Regions from separate parts of the Mus musculus genome. Here region 2 is linked to region 1. Evidence: chromatin contacts called from public HiChIP or PLAC-seq data. All regions are on one chromosome and are shown on one strand. Each heading gives the region's core, a stretch centred on a gene start, on an enhancer-like site or on the middle of the called end of the contact. The rest is flanking DNA. Distances are from core to core; before and after follow the strand shown. Region 1 has its middle 41 kb from the start of Gm31614. Region 2 overlaps Cadm1 (cell adhesion molecule 1).

The links. HiChIP or PLAC-seq counts read pairs in DNA pulled down with a chosen protein or histone mark.
Region 2: a contact with region 1 is called in an H3K27ac HiChIP or PLAC-seq map of SST interneurons, with 7 times the contacts expected there. The contact joins two enhancer-like sites. A contact is called at or near these places in 1 of 484 Hi-C or Micro-C datasets (cortical neurons) and 5 of 115 datasets of contacts at active chromatin or transcription factors (SST interneurons, astrocytes, embryonic basal ganglia and 2 more).

Annotation. Positions count from the first base shown.
Region 1 is chr9:46,785,853-46,792,561 of GRCm38.p6, forward strand. No RefSeq gene overlaps it. Among named protein-coding and RNA genes, the nearest start is that of Gm31614, 41 kb to the right of the region's middle. Within about 2 kb of position 2,564, at least 12 of the 459 cell types and tissues checked have an H3K27ac peak or open chromatin away from gene starts, as enhancers often do. A contact at or near this core is called in SST interneurons, where this site is marked.
Region 2 is chr9:47,698,347-47,705,115 of GRCm38.p6, forward strand. All of the region lies in intron 1 of Cadm1 (cell adhesion molecule 1), which reads left to right. Among named protein-coding and RNA genes, the nearest start is that of Gm10677, 120 kb to the right of the region's middle. Within about 2 kb of position 1,570, at least 12 of the 459 cell types and tissues checked have an H3K27ac peak or open chromatin away from gene starts, as enhancers often do. A contact at or near this core is called in SST interneurons, where this site is marked.

The DNA of each region.
Region 1 (6,709 bases), core at 1,314-3,813:
AAAGAAGTTTATTGGCTTCTCTCTAGTTGCAGAGAGTATCTCTGTCTCAGGACAGAGACTAGGAGCAGGAAACTGTTGGGTCCTACCATGGGACATGATGAAGAAGATAGGCACGTGCACACATGTGAGCTTTGTGAAGAAAGTTACTGAATGTCAGCCAAAAGTGTGTCCTGGGCCTGGAACTTCATCAGTGTAGGACAAAGCCTGCAGGAAACCCCAGAGGATGATGGCCACTGGTGGTCAGTGGTTTTAAAATATTCTTTCTTACCTTTGTTTCACTACCATACATGCAATATGTATGATGTTCAGGATCTCACATACAATGCCTGTAGTGGGCTCTTAACCCATTTACCAGCCAAGAATATGCTAAAGTCACAAATGGTAAACATGTATACTGTGCACTCTCATTTGCCCTTACAAAGGACAGAAGTGTTGAAAAGTATGGTAAGCATGCTAAATGAAAGGAACCAGGCCACAAAGCAACACATGCTATGTGAGTTCATTCGTATGAAATTCCAGGATAGGGAACTCCATAGAAATATAAAGAAAATTCATGGTCCTTCAGGCCTGGGATTGGGTCATGATAGCTAACCTATATGGGGTTTCTTTTGTGGAGGGTGGGGTGGGCAGGTGACAAAAGGTTCCAAAACCTTTTATTTGATGGTTATATAACCATTAAATTATATTGCGTGGCATATGAACTATATCTCAATAAAACTTCAAAGGTACATTTAGGAGTGTGGTGGTTAAGAAAAAGAGGTATGGTCTCAGCTCTGCCATCAACTTGGTGCTTCTGAAAGAAACTTAGCAGGGAGCAAATGCCCCTCAACACTGAAAAGAATTCACTCTGATTTACCATCTTTTCGTCTGTCTGTATCTTTGTTTTGACCCAGAGTCTCCTATTGCCTAAACTTGTCCCAGATTCACCATGCAGCAGAGGCTGGCCACAAACTACTGATATTCTGGTCTCTACTTCCCAGGGAGAAGGGTGCAGCTCTGTACCACCAAGCTCAGGTAGAAAGTTTAATCTGTTTTTGTTGTTGTTGTTTGCAACATGTTACTTCTACAGCAACTCTGGCTGGAGTTCCTTTAGAAACATCTGCATGATAGTCCCTGCTGTCGGGCTCAGCTAATGAGTTGGACTCCTAATGTTGTCACAAGCTCAACACAGATCTAAGCACAGCTGCTGTCTTGGGTTTCTGAGGACAAATGTAGTCTGTACTCTGTCCTGCCCATGCCTATATGTGGTCTGGCCCCACAGTCTCTGCCTGCTCAATCCTTGTTCTCAAGAAGGATCAGTCTTTTCTTTCCCCAGTTCCCTGATGCTAATCCAGAGAGGGGTGGATCGTCCCTTGAGAACAACCATAAATGTCAAGAGCTTGGACCTGAGACATGACCCCTGAGTCAGGAGTCTAGGCTCATTCCTGTGGGGGAGGGAATGGCTCAGAGCCGTGGGCCAAATGGGAGTTGTGTGGGTAGGATCAAGGAGACATCTTTATTTAGGTATCTGAAGTTGAGTTTTGTTTTGGCAAAGAAGATGGGTTTTATTTTGATGGCCTGTCCTGTTCCCTCCCAGCCCTCACCCACTGTGTGGTTGCTTTCTGTCTTAGGGTTTTATTGCTGTGAAGAGACACTCTGACCCTAGCAACTCCTATAAAGGAAAACATTTAATTGGGCCTGGCTTACAGGTTTCTGATGTTTGGTCCATTATCATCATGGCGGGAAGCATGGCGGCATGCAGGTAGACTTGGTGCTAGAGGAGTCAAAACATCTCCATTTTCATCCACAGGCAGCAGGAAGTGAACTGAGAGCCACTAGGCCTGCTTTAAGCTTCTGAGACCTCAAAGCCCACCCCTTAGTGACATATTTCCTCCAACAAAGCTACACCTACTCCACCAAGGCCACACCTCCTAATAGTGCCAGTCTCCATGGACCCATGGGAGCCATTTTGTTAGGATCACCACACGGTCTTTTCTCCTGGCCTCTAGCCCATCTTGGTACATCTTGGTACTCCTGCTGCCAGCTTTCAGATACTCAGTGTGTCTATTTTTCTATGACTGTCTGCTTTGCAGAGGGGGACGAACCCCACATACATGTTTGTGTCTACTCACTGCCTAGCAAGCCACCTTGAGTACAGACTCCTATGTGTCAAAGTAGATGAGCAATTTCTGAGCAGTAGGGTCTCATCTGTGTGAATATGGAGCTGGCTATAGCAAGAAGAAGTGGATGCCTCATGGGCAGGTGGAGAACTCCCACTCTGCTAAGGCATGTACCATTCAGGTGTGCCTCTTTCTCAAACACTGCTAGCCAAGCAAGCTTGTCTGAGGCTGTGTACATCTTGCAACAGGTGGAACTTGCATTATCCAAGTCTAGGGAAGGGCTAGGTATTCCCTGAAATGTTCCCATTAACCGAAAGGTCGGCAGGATGGGGTGTGGACATGGCCTTGCCTCTTTCATGATGAGTTGAGAGAGACTCAAAGAAGGCAGTTCAGATCTGTGTGCCTGAGTTTGCACAGCAGTGAGATGAGGTGGGTTAACTGCACTTCGTAGAAGGTGGAAAATTACCAGAGGAAGCAAAGCATAGGACCTGTCCTTTTATCACTGCAGGACCAGTCAGGGGTCATCTCCTACCCCCATAGGAGCCTGACACTTGTCCCTCTGTTGATCTAGGACCCAAGTAGAAAACGGCACTTCGGAATGAGGCTGACAGTTCACCGGGCATGAAAACCTACCCAGTTGTGACTCAGAGTTTTGGAGGCGCAGATAGAATTAAGGAAATGTTAATGTATTCCTATGGTTTTGCTGCCTGCCCACACAGGCAAAAACAGCAAGGAGGGAGGCTGGAGTGGAAGAGGGGACCAGGAGACAGGGAGATGAGCTGATGGGCTCTGGGAGAGGAAGGATGGATGGGGACGGTGGGGTCTCAAGGCTGCCTGCTTGCTGCAGCTGGGCCTGGGAACCCCAGGGGACAGGGAGGGATGTGCTGGCATCTGGTCTCTGCCAAGCGAGTCTGCCACCCAGAATGTAGCATCAGCTTGGTCACAGGGCTAGAGCAAGCAGGGGCCCTGGGGTGCATGTGTGCCCACGTGGGGGGAACTGCAGAGATAGGGGGATATGAGCCAGATAACCCAAAGCTGTCTGTTTTAGCCTCAGTGATGTGGCTTGTCAATGGCAAACAGCCACTTAGAATCAATGTCTTTCCCAAACGGGGCCCCTCAATGTTGTATGCTTAATATGCTCTATCTGTCTATCTGTGCGTTTACGCAGAGAGCTGACTCCCCAGGGCACGGCAGCCAGTATGCTACCTCAGCATGGAATAAGTCCCCTGGGAGGCCGCCTCCTTCTCCCCTTCCTGCAGGGGCTCTAGGACTGAGCCCCGAGGGGCTGGGATGACTGGCTGCCAGCTTGATGGGTGTATGAGGCGGTGCGTTGACTCATTGCTGCTGTTACTTTTCTTTTTGTCACTGAATGCAGCGTTTGCAGAGCACCAACCGGCTTGTCACAGTGGAGACCCAAAATGGAGATCTGAAAGATAAAGGGTGTGTAGTCCCATCCCTCAGGTTCACAGGCCACTTGCCATCTAGGCCTAAGACCCTTCCCCAAAGTCCCCTCCTCTAGTCCATTTGGGGTGTGGGAGGTATTCAATAAATGTGTTATTGACAGAACAAGATGCTGATGACAATAATAGCCAGTCAAGATTCCAGGATAGTGCCTGTTCAATCCCAGTGACCAGAGATCCCTTGAACACTGCCGGGAATGTAAGATGCCTGAATTTATTATTTTGGAATGGAGGATGTAAGGGTGACTACCTAGAAGGTAAGCATGCAGATGGTACTGGGGACACTGTGTAAGGTTTGCTTCAAGGAGCATCTTTTATTCTTCCTCTGGTCTGATACAGCCCTCCCCCAAGTTCATCCAACATGTCATGTGAGGGCGTGGTGCAGTGTTAGCATATTGTTATTTTTCTTGTGGCTGAATAGTCACTGAGAAGCAATGTAAGGAAGGAGGTGAGTGTTTTGCCTTTTAACTTGATGGGATGTAGCCCACCATGGTGGGATAAAGCCACGAGGTGGGGTGCTAGGAAGATGGCTACATTACACCTAAAGATAGGAAGAGGGGAGTAGACAAGAGGGAGAACCTGGCTATATAAGCTCAGGGCTTTCCCCTCGTGACCTATTTCCTCCAGTGAGGGCTTACTCACTTAAGGTTCCACAGCTCCCAAAAGCAGTGCCACCACCTGCTATGTCTCTGCGTCTCCGTGGAAGATAGTTCCTGTTTGAACCATGGTAGCCAGTGATGTCAGAAAAGAAACAAAATCAAAAACCAACAAAAACAAAACCACCAACTCCGTGAGGGAGTTGAAGGCTTGGGTGAGGAGGAGGCCCGGCCAGAAGCATCTGATCAGGCTTTGAGGATCTTTGGAGTGGAATCTTCCCCGCTTCTTTGGGCTGAAAAACCTTTTGAACGTGACTTGCCAGGAAAAGCAATGGCTCTCTTCTACTTCCTCTGCTCTCTCCTCCTGTTCTCAGGTCCCGAATGTTTTAAATGCCAGTCTTCATGGTTTGATGGAGAATTTTACACTAATGCAGAGTATTACCTAGTTAATTTGACTAGAATAGACTGTGATTTTACACGGTGACGCTGTGGCCTCCTGAGCTAACAGTTCCATTATCGTAGACTGGGCAGCCTGCTCTCCTGGAATCTGAAAGCTGAGGGTATCAGCAGGTGGGATTCCGAGAACACTCAGGGAGGCTACAGAACAAGGAGATGTGGGGACAGGACCAGGGAAGCATTAATTCTTCAGCCAGCCATTACATATTCACGTTCTTCATGTCAACCCTTGTTTCTTAAGCTAACTCCCTCCATTCTTCCATCCATTAAACGTTTATCACGGGTCCAAGAGATGTCAGGCCCAGTGCTGGATCCTAGATGAAAAGGTGCTTAAGCATTTTAAGTACTGGGAGCCTTGCCTGGAAAGACTTGCGAACAGCTAAGCTGACTACAGCAAGGAAGATACAAATGCAAAGGACCACTGAGGGACTGCAGAGGAGGCCTCATTACACAAGAGGCTGCAACAACCTCCTGGGAGGGACCTGACTGACCCTTCAAGGATACCCTGGGGGAACCAGCAGCTGTATGCAAGGAAATTGTAATTTAATATCATTCTAAAGAGAAATACCAGGTATGAACCTTCTTTGGGATTTTGGAAGGAGCACTGCCCTGGCCTCCTCTCCCAACTTCCTAGTGCTCAATCCTCAAGTCAATGGAAGGAGGGAGAAGCAAAACACAGGACTTCTCTCTCCCTTTCAAAGCCAGAGGAAGCAGCAGAGCCCTGAGGAGGTTATTCATGGGGACCAGAAAGGAGAACCTCACAATAAGAAAGGCTGACATCTCACTCTAGAGCCAAATGAAACATTTGTGATTATAGCTGCAGATGGTAAGGGGATTCTGGGGGAGCCTGGCTGTGTCTTCTGTTTGCTCCTTCCTTAGAGATTTCCAAAGTGGGAGAATGTGTGATGGGAGCTAAGGGGGACAAGGGCCTGTTGAAGCAACTTGGACCAAGGAAAATAGGTACTGGAATGTAGTGAGTCTGGCAAGAAGGTGGAGTGATGTTCTTTCCATTGCAACTCTCCTTCACTCTGAGTACCATAGAAAGCCCAGGCATGCCCTGAATCTGAAACAGCCAAGGAACAGGATAGGAAGAGCAGCTGTGGGGCTGTCTAGCAGAGCGCACATAAGTTGGAAATCTCTCTATTTAGGGGGTTGGAGATAGACTCAGGCAGGGGGCCCAGGTAGCTATGGCTAACCTGTGGTGACATTACCTTCAATGTCACATAGGGCAGGAATAGCTGAACACATACTAAAGACTATCACATGTATCCCACCCCATAGAGACTGTCATCTGGACAGAGCTACCTGCAGGAAGTGGAACCAGGCTAGATCCACTGGCTTCTGTAGGTGGCCAGGCCATCATTTACTTACAGAGACTCCAGCCATCTTTCATCCTTGATTTTGTTCCCAGCAACCAGTGGGTTCAGAACCAGGATAGTGATTAGAAAGCTAGAGTTTCTGCCCATGAGGTTGTAAGGATGATTCTCAAAGATATAGAACCATAAAAGGTACAGTTTTATGTCCCACCAAATATAAACTGTGTTAGTTTTTCATCTCCATGATAAATATATCAAAGAAATGTCCTAAAAGGGGGAGAGATTTGTTTTGGCCCACAGGTCTGGGGGTTTCAATCCATGTCTGGCTTGTTCTAGCACTCTCTGTGGCCTTATGGTAGGGCAGAGCAACGTGGTGACAAGAATATATGACAGACAAAGTTGTTTGCTTATTTGTAGACAGGAAGGAGAGAGAGAGAGAGAGAGAGAGAGAGAGAGAGAGAGAGAGAGAGAGAAGCCTGGGAGAAGACACCACTTAAGTTATTGGTTCTCAATTTGTGAGTTGAAACCCCTTCGGGGTGATGACCCTTTCACAGGGATCACCTAAGACCATTGGAAAACGCAAGCATTTACATTACAATTCATAACAATAGCAAATTTTCAATTATGAAGTAGCAAGGAAAATAATTTTATGCTGGGGGCATGGGGGGATCACCACAACTTGAGCATATATGTTAAAGGGTCACAACATTAGGAAGGTTGAGAACCACTGACTTAAAGGAATATCCTTAATAACATAATAATTCATCCAATCAGGTCATGCT
Region 2 (6,769 bases), core at 320-2,819, 910 kb after region 1:
GGTGTTAGGCAGATGTTTTTGGAAAATAAAATGAGCCTGTCGTTTCTAGGGAATAATGGGCGATGTGTATTGTCAGCAACAACATTCAAGCTTTGAATGGAAAATAAGAATTATTAAAAAGCTTCACCCACCACTTCGCACTTGATAGATTTTCTAAGACGTAGAGACAACTCTCCTGAGAGAGGTGGCCATAGTGATGCCATGATGCTGAGTTATGGAACATGCCAGAAGAACTGTGCAGCCCAGTGAATGGCTGATTTCTAAATGACTATAGTATGATGCTAAAATTCACAGGTGGGTAAAAAATTCATGGACAGAGGTGCAACAGTGGCCAGCTGACTGACTTCCCTGTGACCGCATGGAAAGTTCCCTGTCATGGCTTCAGGTACTACACCCTGACTATCCATTATAAAGCCAACAATTGCGGATTTCAGTCTAGCATCAGTACCCATCACCATCACCAGGAACTACTAAGCCCTCTTCCCGGTTCCAACCACATAGCTGTGTGAGGCTGGTGCTTTTTATATTGCTGAACACAAACAGCTCATGGCAACAGGCTAAAACGGCAAACATGGGAAGCCAGGTGTCTTCTAGTAAACCAAACACTAAGAGACTTGCCAAGACTTCCTTTCCCTAATCTCATCCCTTGGAAAATGTAGCTGTTTGTGCTAAAATGTCTTTGATAGCATGTAATGGATTTGTTATATCTTAATTGGATTAGTAAGAATCAATTTCTTGTTTTGATTTCTAATGTGATGACAGTCTATATGCATAGCCCAAGTAAACAAATTTCTTTGAGGCCCTCAATTAACTTTAAATTTAAAAATGACTCTGACCCCCAAGATGTGCAAGCCACACCTCTAATGTAGTCCTGTTAGATTTATGATTGTTCTGGCCTGCCAGTGCGTGAGAGTGCCATCTGCTGACAGAATAGGGAAGTACAGGTGCTTTTTGAAAAGCACAGCTGGAAGTCTTGGATGATTTCTGAAACTTCTTGTTGGAAATTTATCAAGGGAAAAAGACATCAACTCAGATGTCCAAAGGAATCTGTCTTAGAATATTACGTACCGAAATATTAATCTTCAGAATGCAAGTAAAAACAGTTAATGAAATGCTTATTTTAAAAGGTTCACACTTACAGGCCAGTGTTCCTTTCTTATGTCCGTTTAGTAGTACAGAGTTCCTAGTCTGTGTTGGTACTCTGACTCTCTGACACACCGAGAAGTGTGGTGTTCTGTCACCTGTGATTGGCATGGTCAGTCATTGGTATTGCTCCAACCTTTCCTGACAGTCAGTGCTTTTGGATGTGGGTTTTAGGGCCAGTCTCTAGGGAAAGAGCCTCCAATGTATTGCCCTTAGAGCCCATGCCTGTGCAAGTTCTGTCACACTATCACCTGGCTCCCCTCCTTCTTCCTTGAGAACTGACACACGCGGTGTGGGAGCACAGACCTGTAGAAGGACATACAGACAAACACGGCTAAGCCAAGCTGTGAGGAATAGGATGCAGCTGCACGGAGCAGGCTCATGAGTAATGAGCTCCAATGCTGTGGACCAGCTTCTGCATGTCTGTGTTTGCATCACTGAGCTACGTGAAGAGGAAGGAACCTCACTGCATTTCCATTCAGTTAGAATGAAGGCCTACTGGCCAGTTTGGTTTTGTTTTTTTTTTTTTTTTTTTTTTTTGTTTTTTTTTTTTTTGTTTTTTGACTCAATTCAGCTGATTGTTTTCAAAATAACCTGTTCTTTTCAAACAGTTGTGCGTCGGGACAGCTGCACTCAGATGAAATGACTGTGAGCCTGTATGCTAACTACTGTACTCATTGTCTGTCCATCTCCACTGTGTGCCCAGTGACCCTGCTGATGAATATTTTAGACATCTGCATGAATAATCAGACTGCCCACAGGAGAGCTGATGGCTTGTTTGTGGGGCTGGAATGCTGTTGGGATGATACTGCAATTCTGTGTACCCATGCGAAAGTAATACGTACCGCAGTGAGGGGGTCTTACTCTGGATTGTCTTTGAGCATCCATAGATGCCCTAAAATTTGGCTGTCAGAGTTTACTTGTAGGCAAAGGCAAAGGCATGTGTTCATGCTTTTGATTAAGCACCGGAGCTTTTATCAGACTGTCCAAAAAGACTGTAACCCCCTAAAGGCTAAGAACCATTGGCTAATGGTTGAGAGCTTTGCAAACACCTCTTGGCTTTCAATCATTGGGATCCTCCCAGGGGTTTTGTGAGGCTTTTAACACGTCATGACTTGGAGCTTATGGAACTCCCAGTAGGCCTCGAGAGCCATGGACAGTTTTCAGTGAGTATGTAAGTTGGTGTGGCTGGATGTTTTGTTTTGTTTTTTTTTTAGGACAGATGGAGCTGGGGTGGTGTGGAGAGCATGTTAGAGGTCTATAGAACCAGGTAGGAACTCATGGGGAATTGGGTGAATAAAGATGCCAGGCCCTGAGGGTGGAGTCAGAATGGAAGAGAAGGAATGGTTTGCAATGTAGTTGTAAGCCTTGGGGTTTGTTCATCAGTTGGGAATGGGGAAAGAGAGAAAGTAGAGACCAAGCAGGTTTTACAAGATGGCTTTCTGGTGTGAGTGACCAGACAGCAGAGGAGAAGGGAGACAGCAAATTCTGTTTCCGTGGTGTTGGTTTGGAAGAGCTGATGGGGGAATAGGCCAGCAAGCCCTTGGGATGGGAGGTGAGGATCTGGTGAGGTGGGGCTGACGTGGCTCCGTGTGTGCAGGGGAAATAGAGAATGCTGGGGAAAGACATTAAGACATCGGGTGGGGTTTGGTGGCAGTGGTGATCTGAGGGGAGAATAGGCTTCCAAGTGGCTAGGGAATGCCACTCCCTCTTCTACTCCTCAGCTGAAAAGGGGGGTATCTATCTTTCATGACTCTCCTTATTTCCTCTCAGCTCATTTCCTCTCACTTCACCTTTATTTCTCAGTTGCGATGACTTAATTACTCTTAAAGAAATAACCAGAGTCTGCCAGCAAGCTGCTGTGAACGGCAGACAAAGGGTGGCTTCAATGTCCCCTCCTTTGGTCTCTAAAACCCTCGTTCTAACTTTGAAAACTGACAACTAAGCTTGCACGTTTGCACTGTTGTGACGCAATGGCTGAGAGAAGTTTAAGGGGGAAAAGTTTATTTGGCTTCCAGTTCAAAGGTGTCAATTCACTGTGAGTTGACCATGTTCCTTTGCATGGAGGGTCAGGCTGGGAGAGATAACAGAAGAAGTCTGCCTTGAGAGAAGAGTTGGAGTACTAATGCCCTCTTCCGTGGCATGCCCCCAATATCCTAACTTCCTCCCCCAAGGCTCCGTTTCTGAAGGTTCCATCTTCCAACAGAGCTACATGTTAAGGACAGACTTTTAATGCAGAAATCAGAAGACCTTTGCGGGCCAGACTAGCACAGTACAGAAGCACCAGGCCCGTTGAGCTTCGAGTTCCCACTGCCCAGGCCTCCTCCCTAGCAGTAACCATGGAGCCAGAGTTGCTTCCAAGTGGTCTCTCCCTGTTCTCCAGGAGTCACACAGAACCCTGAGGAGGTGTCACATCCCTTTAATGGCATTTCTAGTACTTACATCCCAGTTCTCTGACTCCCTCATCTCAAATGACCTTCATCTTTATTCGACTTCAGCTGTGCACACACATGCCACACCTGATAGATCTGCTCCACTCTCGGAGTTTCAAACTCTATTAGCTTCTCTTTGAAGCAGCCTTCCAATGTACACCGCCCGTGTTACACTTCCCCCATGCTTCTCTAGAAACGTCCTGTCTGCCCCCTTTCATTCCTTGGTCTCCCCTTGTTTTCCATTGTGGGAAGATGAGAGTGAGGAGGCTGGACAGCCCCTTCTGTGATACCCAGTGTCCCTCGGTGGCTATGCTTGGCCCGTACATCTCTTTTGCACAGCCTTCTTTGAGAATTTCCAAACTAGGTCCTTCCTTTGCCATCTGTTTTCCTCCTGCAACTTTGAAGTCACTGAGCATTGTTAGAAAACTTCACAAAAACTGGGGCAATTGGATCAATAAATGTGTTGAATAAGGGAATTTGTCAGCTTCATCCCCGTTCACCTGGGAGAGAGGAGCCTGGGAAAACTAAAGGCCCATGCTTCGTCTTTGTTACATCTCTATCCCAGTAGCTCTGCCTGGGTGAGTATTTGTGAATGTCATCTGGTAGGCCTCAGAAATTTGGGGCCATCTCAATTTAGCATGCTTTTATTAGAAAGCCATCCTTGGGGCCCATTTTTACCTCTTTAGAGTTACAGTCTTGGTAAAAATCTTGACAAAACCTTTCCCTAGACAGCCACTCACCCTTTGCGGTTGGGGCCTAGGCTGTGTGAATGCCTTTCTCTCGAAGCAGTGAGTGATATTTATTTATTTTATTTTTGTCAGTTGTTTCCATGGTTCATGAATTCTTTATTACAGTAGGAGTCATCAGTTGGATGGAGAATCATTGAAATTGTAGGTTTAGGACATTAGTTGGAATAACCTGAACAATGCACTTACCTTTTGGGCCCTTAATTTAATTTAAAATTAAATGGGTCTTATGATGGCAAGCTTCACAGATCTGCCTGAGGGCTTTCTGAATGGGAACGTGTGGCTCTGTGTAGGAGGCTCCTTTGTTCAGTTGGAGAGGCTAGAAAGTCTTTGCCTAAAAACACGTATTGTTTGGAGAGCACAAATAACTGAACATAATGTTAGTGAGAAGTTCCACTGGAGATTGAACTGCTGACTTCCAAGAATAGAGCAGAGTGAGAGGAAGCGCAGTGAACAGTGTCTTCTCTGTTTTCCTTAAAATACCCGTGAAATTATCTGAAAGGGCAACAAACCCCCAGAAGTAACCACAGTGAGCCCCAGGCGTGGAGCCCCTGCTGGGTTCTGGGAGGAATTGTCTCATTCTTCTCTGTTGAAATCAGATCTCACCTTCCTGACTCAGCATCCCACCCTCCTCCCTCCCCCATGGACTCCCACTCTGCCTCTAATCATGGAAACCTGGTCTCCTTGTCCTAACCTGCTCTTGCGCCATCTCCACCACTGCTGATGGTTTCCGTTGATTTGGGAAATGACTGCTGACCCGCTCGCTCGCTCATTGGCTGATGTCCTCAGCTCGCCCGCTCGCTCATTGGCTGATGTCCTCAGTCTCTTGGTGGTATGATTGGTGGAAATGACTGCTGACCCGCTCGCTCGCTCGCTCATTGGCTGATGCCCTCAGTCTCTTGGTAGTATGCAGCAGAAAGCACCTGTGATTCCGCCCATCCCTTGCCCTCAGGCAGGTCTTGGCTTGGTCTGTGACTTTATTTGTTCAGAAGGAATGTGGCTGCTGGCCAGGCTTTGACTCTGCTTTAGGAATGAGGATGTCTGCAAGGGCTTCCTTATCAGTCACCCATGCCGGGTAATTGCCCTGACTCCCTGATGGTAGGGAAGGAAGAGTGGGCTCTGGAGGTACATTCCTGCCAATTGGTCTCCCCTGTACGAAGAACAGTAGCTGTCTCCCAAGTAATCAGGGATCATCAAATTGCATTGCGGGGGGAAGTAGTCTTCAAGTGTAGCACACACTGAAGACCAAGGTCAACAAACTGAACTCAAGCCTGTAAAATCAGGAAGCTAAGTCTGGTGTTGAGGAAGAAGAATTAAAACAGAATCCTACAGCTTCAGAACCAGGTTGAGGAAATGTAGCCCATCTTTGTTAACAGGCTCGCCTTAAGACATGGCAGAACAGCCCAGGCTTGTGAACGCATAAAATGTCTAAAACAGGTTGTTTCTACCAACTGACGACTGACAAGGGGCATCCTAAGACACCAATGACAGTAACTAAATGACTGTCCTTGTAAACAAAAGACCACGAAGAGTAAACCCAGAGAAGAGATGCCGGGGACACAGGTAAGAGACTGGGGAGACACAGAGCCAACCCAGAAGTGATCAGGACTCTTAGGGAACACAGACCAAGACAGATGAACCAACTGGGATTCAGTTTTCAGAGGTGTGGGGCCTGGACCTCAGGTGTTGAGAGATGAAACTCTGCTAGGCAAGGTTTCGAATTAGAAATTAACACTGAAAAATATTGGATGATTTCTTTAAACTGGACCCTGGTAGGAACAGTCAGGGAAAGTACATGGACTGGATTGTGGGTCACCCATTGTGATCTTTTGGGGGTTTTAATTGTAAGTAGATAGAGTGCTTGAAAGTTATTGAAAGTCTGTGTAATTGATGTAAGTAATAAACTGATGAATATAGAGCTCGGTAGAGCTCTCCTACCCAGCCACAGGGAAGCAGCGCCTCCAAGCTCCTCCCCCTTCACTGCCTGCAGACACACCCACTGCCTGCAGTACCTCATTAGCATATCCCGAAATGTATGGAGCCCTTTCACAGGGCCCTTATTAGTGTACTAAGTATTAAGTGTACTCACTTAGGAATCAGGAGAGTGAATTTGAAGGTATGACCCATATGTGTCCAAATAATATCTAAAAATTGACCCTTAAAATTACAGCATTTCCTTTCAAACACTACTGATAGGAATCAGAGTTTAGAACATAAAGTGTGTTTGTGATCATATGATGTCTATTTACTGTGGCACATGGTAGATATTAAAATAGCGATGGAATTAATGATAACCTAGGAAACTTAACTAAAATTGTAAACCAGGGGGAATGTCATTCCATCCACCAATAAGGAGTTGCACCATTTCTTCCTAGTTGTCTGTCAGACTGACAGACAGACAGACAGAGTTGTGCTTATTCTGAAATCTGGACAGAACATCTGCTGTGA